2 separate regions of the Mus musculus genome follow, and region 2 is linked to region 1. Evidence: chromatin contacts called from public Hi-C data. All regions are on one chromosome and are shown on one strand. The core of a region is the stretch at or near the end of the contact, and the rest is flanking DNA. Distances in the headings are between cores, read along the strand shown. Region 1 holds the start of Slc25a13 (solute carrier family 25 (mitochondrial carrier, adenine nucleotide translocator), member 13). Region 2 has its middle 67 kb from the start of Gm52888.

Region 1 (3,693 bases), core at 403-2,902:
CTGCTTCTTCACTTGTTACTTCGTATCTGCCCAGTCTTCTATTCTGTTTCTAGGCATATGTCTCAATTTAGTGCCCATCAATACTGCATCTCCAATTAAAGTAACGTAAATCAAGTGACAAAACTCCCACACAGGTATATAAATGATGAGTGGGTATTTACTCCAGAGAACTGATTTATACCAATCGTTATATCATGCAAAGTTAATGCAAAGAAAGGGGCTATTGGCTTGAAAGAACTAAAGTAGCTTCAGAAATAAATCAAAGTGCCCATCCACAGACTCATGCGCAAATACACCCAGTGCACACTCCTGAGGGTTACAGAGGAAGGAAGGCCACTTAAGGCACTGAGTCTAGGAACAAGAAAACTGAGGATTTGGGGAGCCTGGAGAGACTAGTCATAGAACACTATTTAAATATATTTGTCTGCTTACAATTTCCATTGCAAATGTGATTAGTTTGCCTGAATAAATCAGAATATGATGTGGTGGCCATGTTTTCCTCTTCAGGGTTATCACAGAGTTTTGATTAAGGACAAATGTTTGAAATGTTGGGTATATTTAAGTTCACTGCACTTAAAATGATCTAAGAAGTTGTATAGGCTTGATTAAAGGGCTGCCTTCGTGAACTTAAAATTAAAAGCAATAAATTCCAATGACTCGAGTGATTGGGACTGAATATGGTATTCTGCCAGAAAAGTTGAAATGCAGTCCAGAGAGGCTGAAATGGTGTGCAGGTTTGAAGAACCGGTGAAAGAGGAAAGGTCAACCTGTCAGAGCTGCCTTCTCCCTGGGTTCGTGAACGATTCACATTACACAGAATTCCTTTTAAGTAGAACTTCACAGGAGTGACATGCTCCCAGCACAATCTGTTTTGTCATTTTCAAAAAGAAGCCTCTCTGAGGCTCAGAGGCTGCCTTGTAAGTGTTGTCAGATGGAGAGAGAAAGGGGAAGGATGGAAGATGGGAGGTGGGGGTGGGGGTGGGGAAGGGTCCAGGGCTAGCTGCGCACAGACGCAGGCCAAGTCTCCCAGTTTCCAAAACGGAAGTCAAGGTGACTTCCCTACCAGCGGGAGGGCGGAACCCTTGAAATGTAATAGGATAGGCTTCAGGCCCAGTTGGGGCCCCTGGAAGGAGAAACTCAGGTCAACAACAGTCGGGTCAGAAGCAGGAGAACCCCAAAGTAGCAGAAGGGTTTGTGTGTCCCTGGGCTCTTCCCTGCCCCAGGCTACCTGGCCCCATTCGCGCGCTCCTCCTTGCTGGCCAGGGCTCGGTCCCGCGGGACACCGCTCCTGGCCAGACCAAGTGGGAGTGTCCGGCTGGCAAAGTTTCTGTAGCACGATCGGGCCGCGGTACCCACGCGGCCACAAGTGCAGTCCCCTGTGCCCCTTCCTCCCTCAGCTGCAAGGTGGAACCTCGCATCTACTACCCCGGCTGGACCCCTCTGGGCTCCAGATCGCCCCGGCCCGCCGTTCTTACCTTGGCGGCCGCCATGCTTCGGCCGGGGTACAGGCGGCTTTGAGACCTGCTCTCTGGTTGGATTGCACCGGGGACCCCGGCGACTCACTTCCCGTCCCGAGCAGAGGTGGGGGCGGTGATTCTGCCCGGCAGCGTGCGCGCCTGGCCTGCTTCCCCACGCCCTCCTGGCGCGGGTCATGCGGGTGCCGTCAGCCCATTGGCTGGGCCCGGCCAGGGCCTCCCGGGCGCGCGTGATCTAAAGGCCTCTGCCCTGTAGCCAGGGAGGGCCTCAGTATGGGAGCTACTGAGGGGCCAGGACACGTGACTCAGACTGTGCTGTCCAGCTTTAGTAGCCATTGTCGTGTATACCCCGGGGGCAAGGGAGAAATGCAAGCCACTGTCTCAAAAGACCGGGGACTTGGTGAGCTGAAGCTGCAGCTTGGGCTGAGGCCAAGGGCTGGCTAGGTCAGTGTCCATGAGAGAGCCAAGTAAGAGTGGTTACCACACAACACCTGGACGTTGACATACATACTCTCATAGATGCACACATTGGGTCAGGTTCTTGCCAGATTCACCTTGGTTTTTGCTTCAAGATGGACCCCACTTTAATGCCATCATGAAATCCCTGAAGTATTGACTAATAGAAGAAAAGATAACAAGCAGGTGACTAGCCTCCTTTGTGGCTCTAACTTGATAAACTCTTGAATATGGTATAGAACACACATTTGTAACAACTCTATTTTGCAACAACTATATGAGGACAAAAGAGGTCAAGGCCTCAAAGAGGTGACAAACTTAAAAAAAAAACAAAAAAACAAAAACAAAAAAAAACCCTACGAGCTATTGTTTGCTCTCAGGACACCATAAGAACAATGAAAACAGGAAAGGCTCTCAGAGATTACTCCTGAGGTAAGACTGTCAGTCCAATGCGTAGATAGCAAGAGATGCTCCAACCATGACGAATGAGAGGAGACAGGAGACCCAGAATTGCTGAGGAACCCAAGGGTTTAGTCAGAGAAGGCAACCTAAATTTAGGGACTGCTGGAGGAAGAGTATGGGCAACAGGAAAGACCTGAAGGTGCCTTCTAAGGCTGGAATCAGTATACTGTAAGTACTAATGTCGTTAGGGTTCCACTCAGTTGCCATAATGTATCCCAGATTCACAAGTTAGAAACTAAATCAGGAGTATGAAACACTCAAGTCCTATGGGCTCTGCCCTAAGGTCTGCATCAATGGCTTCATAAAAAGGGGCTTGTAACCCTTCCATTCTCAGCTCCAGAAAGGTGAGAGCTGGTGAACCAAGAGTTCCAGGCCACCCTTATCTATATAAGGAGACGTGTCAAAAAAGAAAGAGAAGAAACAAGCTCATAGAAGTAAGTCTACTCTCATTGTCCTCTGCCGTGCGAAGCTAGAGCTTTCCTCTCTCTGGAAGATACAGTACTCAGAGAAACATCTCGGAAACAGAGACAAGACCTTGACTTGTTGAAATTGTGATCCTAGAGTCCATAGCCAGGGTGACAACTACGAGGAATACGTTTTTAGCCTTACTCTCAGGCACTGTGTGGTAGCAACATGAACCAGGCTAACACTGGTATGATAACACTGGGCATGAGTCAGGACTAAACTATCAGAATATTCCAACAAGATGGGTTGGAGTGAGACAGGACTCTGTCTAGTGTATGAAAAGCCCAAGAAAGAAGCATTTGCCTTCCCGAGGGCTCGCGGTGCTCCTGTCTCAGGAGACAGTGAGCATCCCGTTTTTCTCTAACTCTGCTTCTGGAGTGTGAGTTCACTGCTGTCTGTAATCTCCCTGTCTCCCATTTAGAAAGTCATGGTGGCACCATCTGTAAGGCTATTCTAGAATTTGGATGGTTGGGAAAGCTCAAGGCTGCCTGGGATACATGATAAGATCTTGCCCACAAGAAACAAACATGAAAAAGCACTTTCAATGGCATTTAACAGTGAGAGACCACTCAGAGAATCCAAGCTCGCGCCCCCACCTCCAATCCTCAATCCCACTTCTGAGCTTTCTGTCATAAAAAGGAATATGATCAATAGGACCTACGAAGTAGACATCTTTTAACCCACTAAACACATCATACTGTAAAAATAGATTGTAAACTTGAGTTTAAGTTATTTCATTCTCAGTTAATTCTCACAATGACATAAGTGACATGTCGCATTGATGCCTTCTCTATCCCAGAACAGTCTTCCCACCACCATCATTTGAAAGTAGCTG
Region 2 (3,693 bases), core at 600-3,099, 240 kb after region 1:
TTCTCTATCTACTCATACAGTGAGAATGTTTTCAAGTGGAAAAAAAAGTCCGAGGAAATCCATTTTAATCATAACAGATTTACTATCAAGATAAAGTATATTGTAACGGCACAGATCATCTTGGAAACTGTGCTGCTTACCTCCAGCATGTCTGGCCCTAGGAATTTATTTCTTCAGACACCAATATCTCATGTGGAAAAATGATAATTTACCAGCGTTCAAAGCGAAGGTCTTGTTTTGTTTTGTTGTCATTGCTTCTGCCCATCACAGCTTCAGACTCATGACCAACCCCTCATCCCATTGTTATTCCCGCACGTTCCTTTCTTTTCCTCTGTTCTCTCCTATCTCCCTCTTGGGGAATAGTTCTCTCTCACTGTCCACTTTGGCAAGGGCAGCTTTGCCTTCACAGCCACAGTGATCCCTAGGCGTGCAGCCTGCTTCTGACTGGTACGCTGCCAGATAGCGCATCTGCCTTCACACAATATGTCTTACAGTTATTTACTTAGTTTTATTTTCCTCTTTGTTACATTGTCTTAGGACCAAGTAGGGTATGGTAAATAACAGACTCTTCTCTTAAATGATGATATACACACATATGCAGATATATGAATTTTATTTATGTTTATATTGGATATTTGAACAGTTAATTTGGTGTTTTCCCACAGCCATTGAATAAATACTTAGTAAATAATACGGATCATTTTAGGCAAGTAGATAAAGATAAAATTAGACAGTAGACCCAGGACTTAAATTTTGCCATGTTTACTAAGAAGAATTGCCTGTTAATAAACATGTTTTCTTTTAGAGCACCAGAAACAACTGTGACTGTCCCACATATCATCAAGACAATTAAAAAGAAAAACGTTTTACTTCGAAAACTTCAGATTATAACAGTAACATTAGGTTCAACACAGACTCAGTCTTTGCCTAATAATAAAACTCTGTTCCACCATATAAGAATAACCAACATTCTTTTACCAATTTGAACTCTATTTTAAGAGTAAGGGAGAAAAAGATAAAATTACTGAGATCAACGTGAAAGATAATAAAACGTGATTTATAAAAATGAGAAACATTTCAATTCTCACGTAGGCTGAACATCAGAATGCATAAAACTGAAACATTTTACTGTTAAAACAACTTACATCACATTTCCTGATTGGCTTCTAATATAAAATGTGCAGTGAAGAAATCCTAAGAAGATTCGCTAGATAGCTTTGTAACCGTTTTGCTAATAACACTAAACCATTCAAGTAAAGAGGAGAACACTTGGGGTTTGCAAATGTGACTTAGAGAAGACATTATCCTTAGCACGTCTTTCTTGGACTCAGAAAATGATCTACGATGCTCATTTCTAATACTCTGAGTGTTGGCAGTCCAGTTTCAGGCGCAGAGCCCTTCTTCCTCAAAGTGAGTTGGTTTTCATTAAACCGGTTCCCTCCACTTGGAGTTCTCAGAGGGCTTCACCAGCTCTGACCGGCTGCAGATGACTCGGGTAACGGAAAGCGTCTGAGGGGGTCATGAACAAAAAATAACAAATGCTAACTCAAGCAGAAAACAATGAGGTTTTCATATTTGTATGCACAGGAAAAATTATGTTTTTATGGAATGTGAAAAGGGCACGGGATTCCCATCCAACTCACAGTCTCTTGCCAGTAGTATCTCAGTTTTACCTATTATTTAAACAAATCCGTTTTATATTTCCCGAGTACAAAAAAATCAAAACATAGCTCATTCCTTAATTTCCCAATAAAACATTTAGTTAGAAAACTCAGTGATAGAGATCAGTTTTGGCTTATTCTACTCCAGGCTTGCCAGATAAAATAGAGGGAGCCCCGCTAAATTGGAGTTTCAGATAAAAAAAGCAGGTTTTGGCATCACTGTGTCTCAAATATTACATGAGGCGTACTTACACAAACAGATAATTCATTGTTTATCTGAAACTTCGATTTAACCAGGCATGTTGAATTTTTACTTGCTAAAGCTGGTGAGTGTACTTAACTCCTCTGTTGCTTTTACTTGTATAAAGTATCAGGGATGCTCTAAAGTGGCACTCTGTGTGATATGAAAATCAGAACACGGGGAAGTGGTTTTCCATATAGACAATCCTGAAGGAGATGTAATGTTCTGGAGTGCTGGGATTTAGCAGAGTTAGGGTTCTCTGGCCGTTTGTAATTGGGTCATAAAAGAGTAGATTCTGGAAAAGGAAGACAGGGAAAGCCATCAGGCTGTGGTCATTCATAAAAGTTTAGCACCTCCGTCCTCATCAGAATTAGCTTGCCTGAGAAAACTAGCATGTAATTTGGCAAGATCTAAGGCAATTACTTAAAAAGAGGAGCAGATGTAATGGAGCATGCAGCCCTGTCATCTTGTCATGTGCAGAGCAGGTAAATTTGCCACTGGCACTCAGGAAATGTGGCTAGCTCCAAAGCATCTGTGGGAAGCCAGGCTTTGCGTGGGTGCTCTGGGGAGGAAGGGGATTGATTGTCAGAGGGAGGATCAGGGTGGCAGACTTCCGAATCTGGACCTCTGGCTCAATCCATATTAGAAAGATTCCAGCCAAGGCTGAACAGTTGCACTTTGTCTAGCAAATCTTTTCAAGTTAAACTTTGAACTGTGGTGAAAGATACGGCATGGGCTTAGAGAAGTCATTAGATAGGAAAAAATGTAATATGCTTGACAAATTGAATGTAATTGTTTATCAGGCCTAAAGTCTATGACACCCCGTACCCCCCATACTTTTGCTTTTCTTCTTAATTTTCTTTACACAAAATTCATGAAATGTGGCCGACTGGTAGGGCTGCAGCTTTTATTTTGCTTGATTTCCTTTTTGGTCAATTCCCCCCCCCCCCCCCCGAGACAGGGTTTCTCTGTATAGCCCTGGCTCTCCTGGAACTCACTTTGTAGCCGAGGATGGCCTCAAACTCAGAAATCCACCTGCCTCTGCCTCCTGACATTTCTTAACAGGAACAGCAAACAACCTCAGCAACCATGAAAGAGTTTGATCTCTATTTCAAAGTAAAAGTATTCTCACTGGGTTAAGTTTGAAAGCAGTGATCTGTCAGCCTCCAAGTCAGGGAACCCTGAATTTAAGCATCCTGGAACTAGCTCACCTGCCTCTACCAACAGAATCAAACGCTTGCCTCGAATTAATAGATGCATTCTATATTTCCTAGAGAATCAAATGACAAGTTCTTATAAAGTTTGCCTTACCTTCACAAAAACAAACAAACAAACAAACCACCACCAACAACAACAAAAAAGCCCTTTTTGTCAAGACTACAGCCTGAAAATGCATCCAGTATAAGACCCAATGCTTTCATTGACAGGCGGTTCACTGAACTTCAATGAGAGGGTCAATTTTGGTCAACTCTTTACCCCTGAATAACCTAAGTCCTTAAACAATTTATAGCCCCTTGTATATGGTCCTGCACAGAAGTCTTTTCCTTTTTGTTTCAAACCTATTCCAATTCAAATCCTTTATTGGAAAAGTGTGAAAGAGACCCCCAGGCAATGGTGACGATTGCTTTCCCCTTTCAAGACAGCAGGCATTTGCTAAGTTTCGGGAGGAGGGGAGGAACCACCTGTATTAATTGTATTTCCTGCTCATGTGTTGCTTTTGTTTGCAATAAAAGAACTCATCTCAGGTGAGTTAACCTTGCTTTTTAAAGAGGGCACCTGCAGTTATCTTAG

What was found. A called contact is a pair of places that touch in the nucleus more often than the background predicts.
Region 2: a Hi-C map of liver shows a contact between it and region 1, with 4 times the contacts expected there. The contact joins the enhancer-like site here to the promoter of Slc25a13 in region 1. A contact is called at or near these places in 3 of 39 promoter capture datasets (liver and second pharyngeal arch cranial neural crest), 3 of 484 Hi-C or Micro-C datasets (liver and nephron progenitors) and 2 of 115 datasets of contacts at active chromatin or transcription factors (bone marrow-derived macrophages and embryonic stem cells).

The regions. Positions count from the first base shown.
Region 1 is chr6:6,215,521-6,219,213 of GRCm38.p6, forward strand. It overlaps Slc25a13 (solute carrier family 25 (mitochondrial carrier, adenine nucleotide translocator), member 13), which reads right to left and starts at 1,653. Exons shown (of 18, transcript NM_001177572.1): 1 at 1,476-1,653. The coding sequence starts at 1,490.
Region 2 is chr6:6,455,337-6,459,029 of GRCm38.p6, forward strand. No RefSeq gene overlaps it. Among named protein-coding and RNA genes, the nearest start is that of Gm52888, 67 kb to the left of the region's middle. Within about 2 kb of position 1,850, at least 4 of the 459 cell types and tissues checked have an H3K27ac peak or open chromatin away from gene starts, as enhancers often do. A contact at or near this core is called in liver, where this site is marked.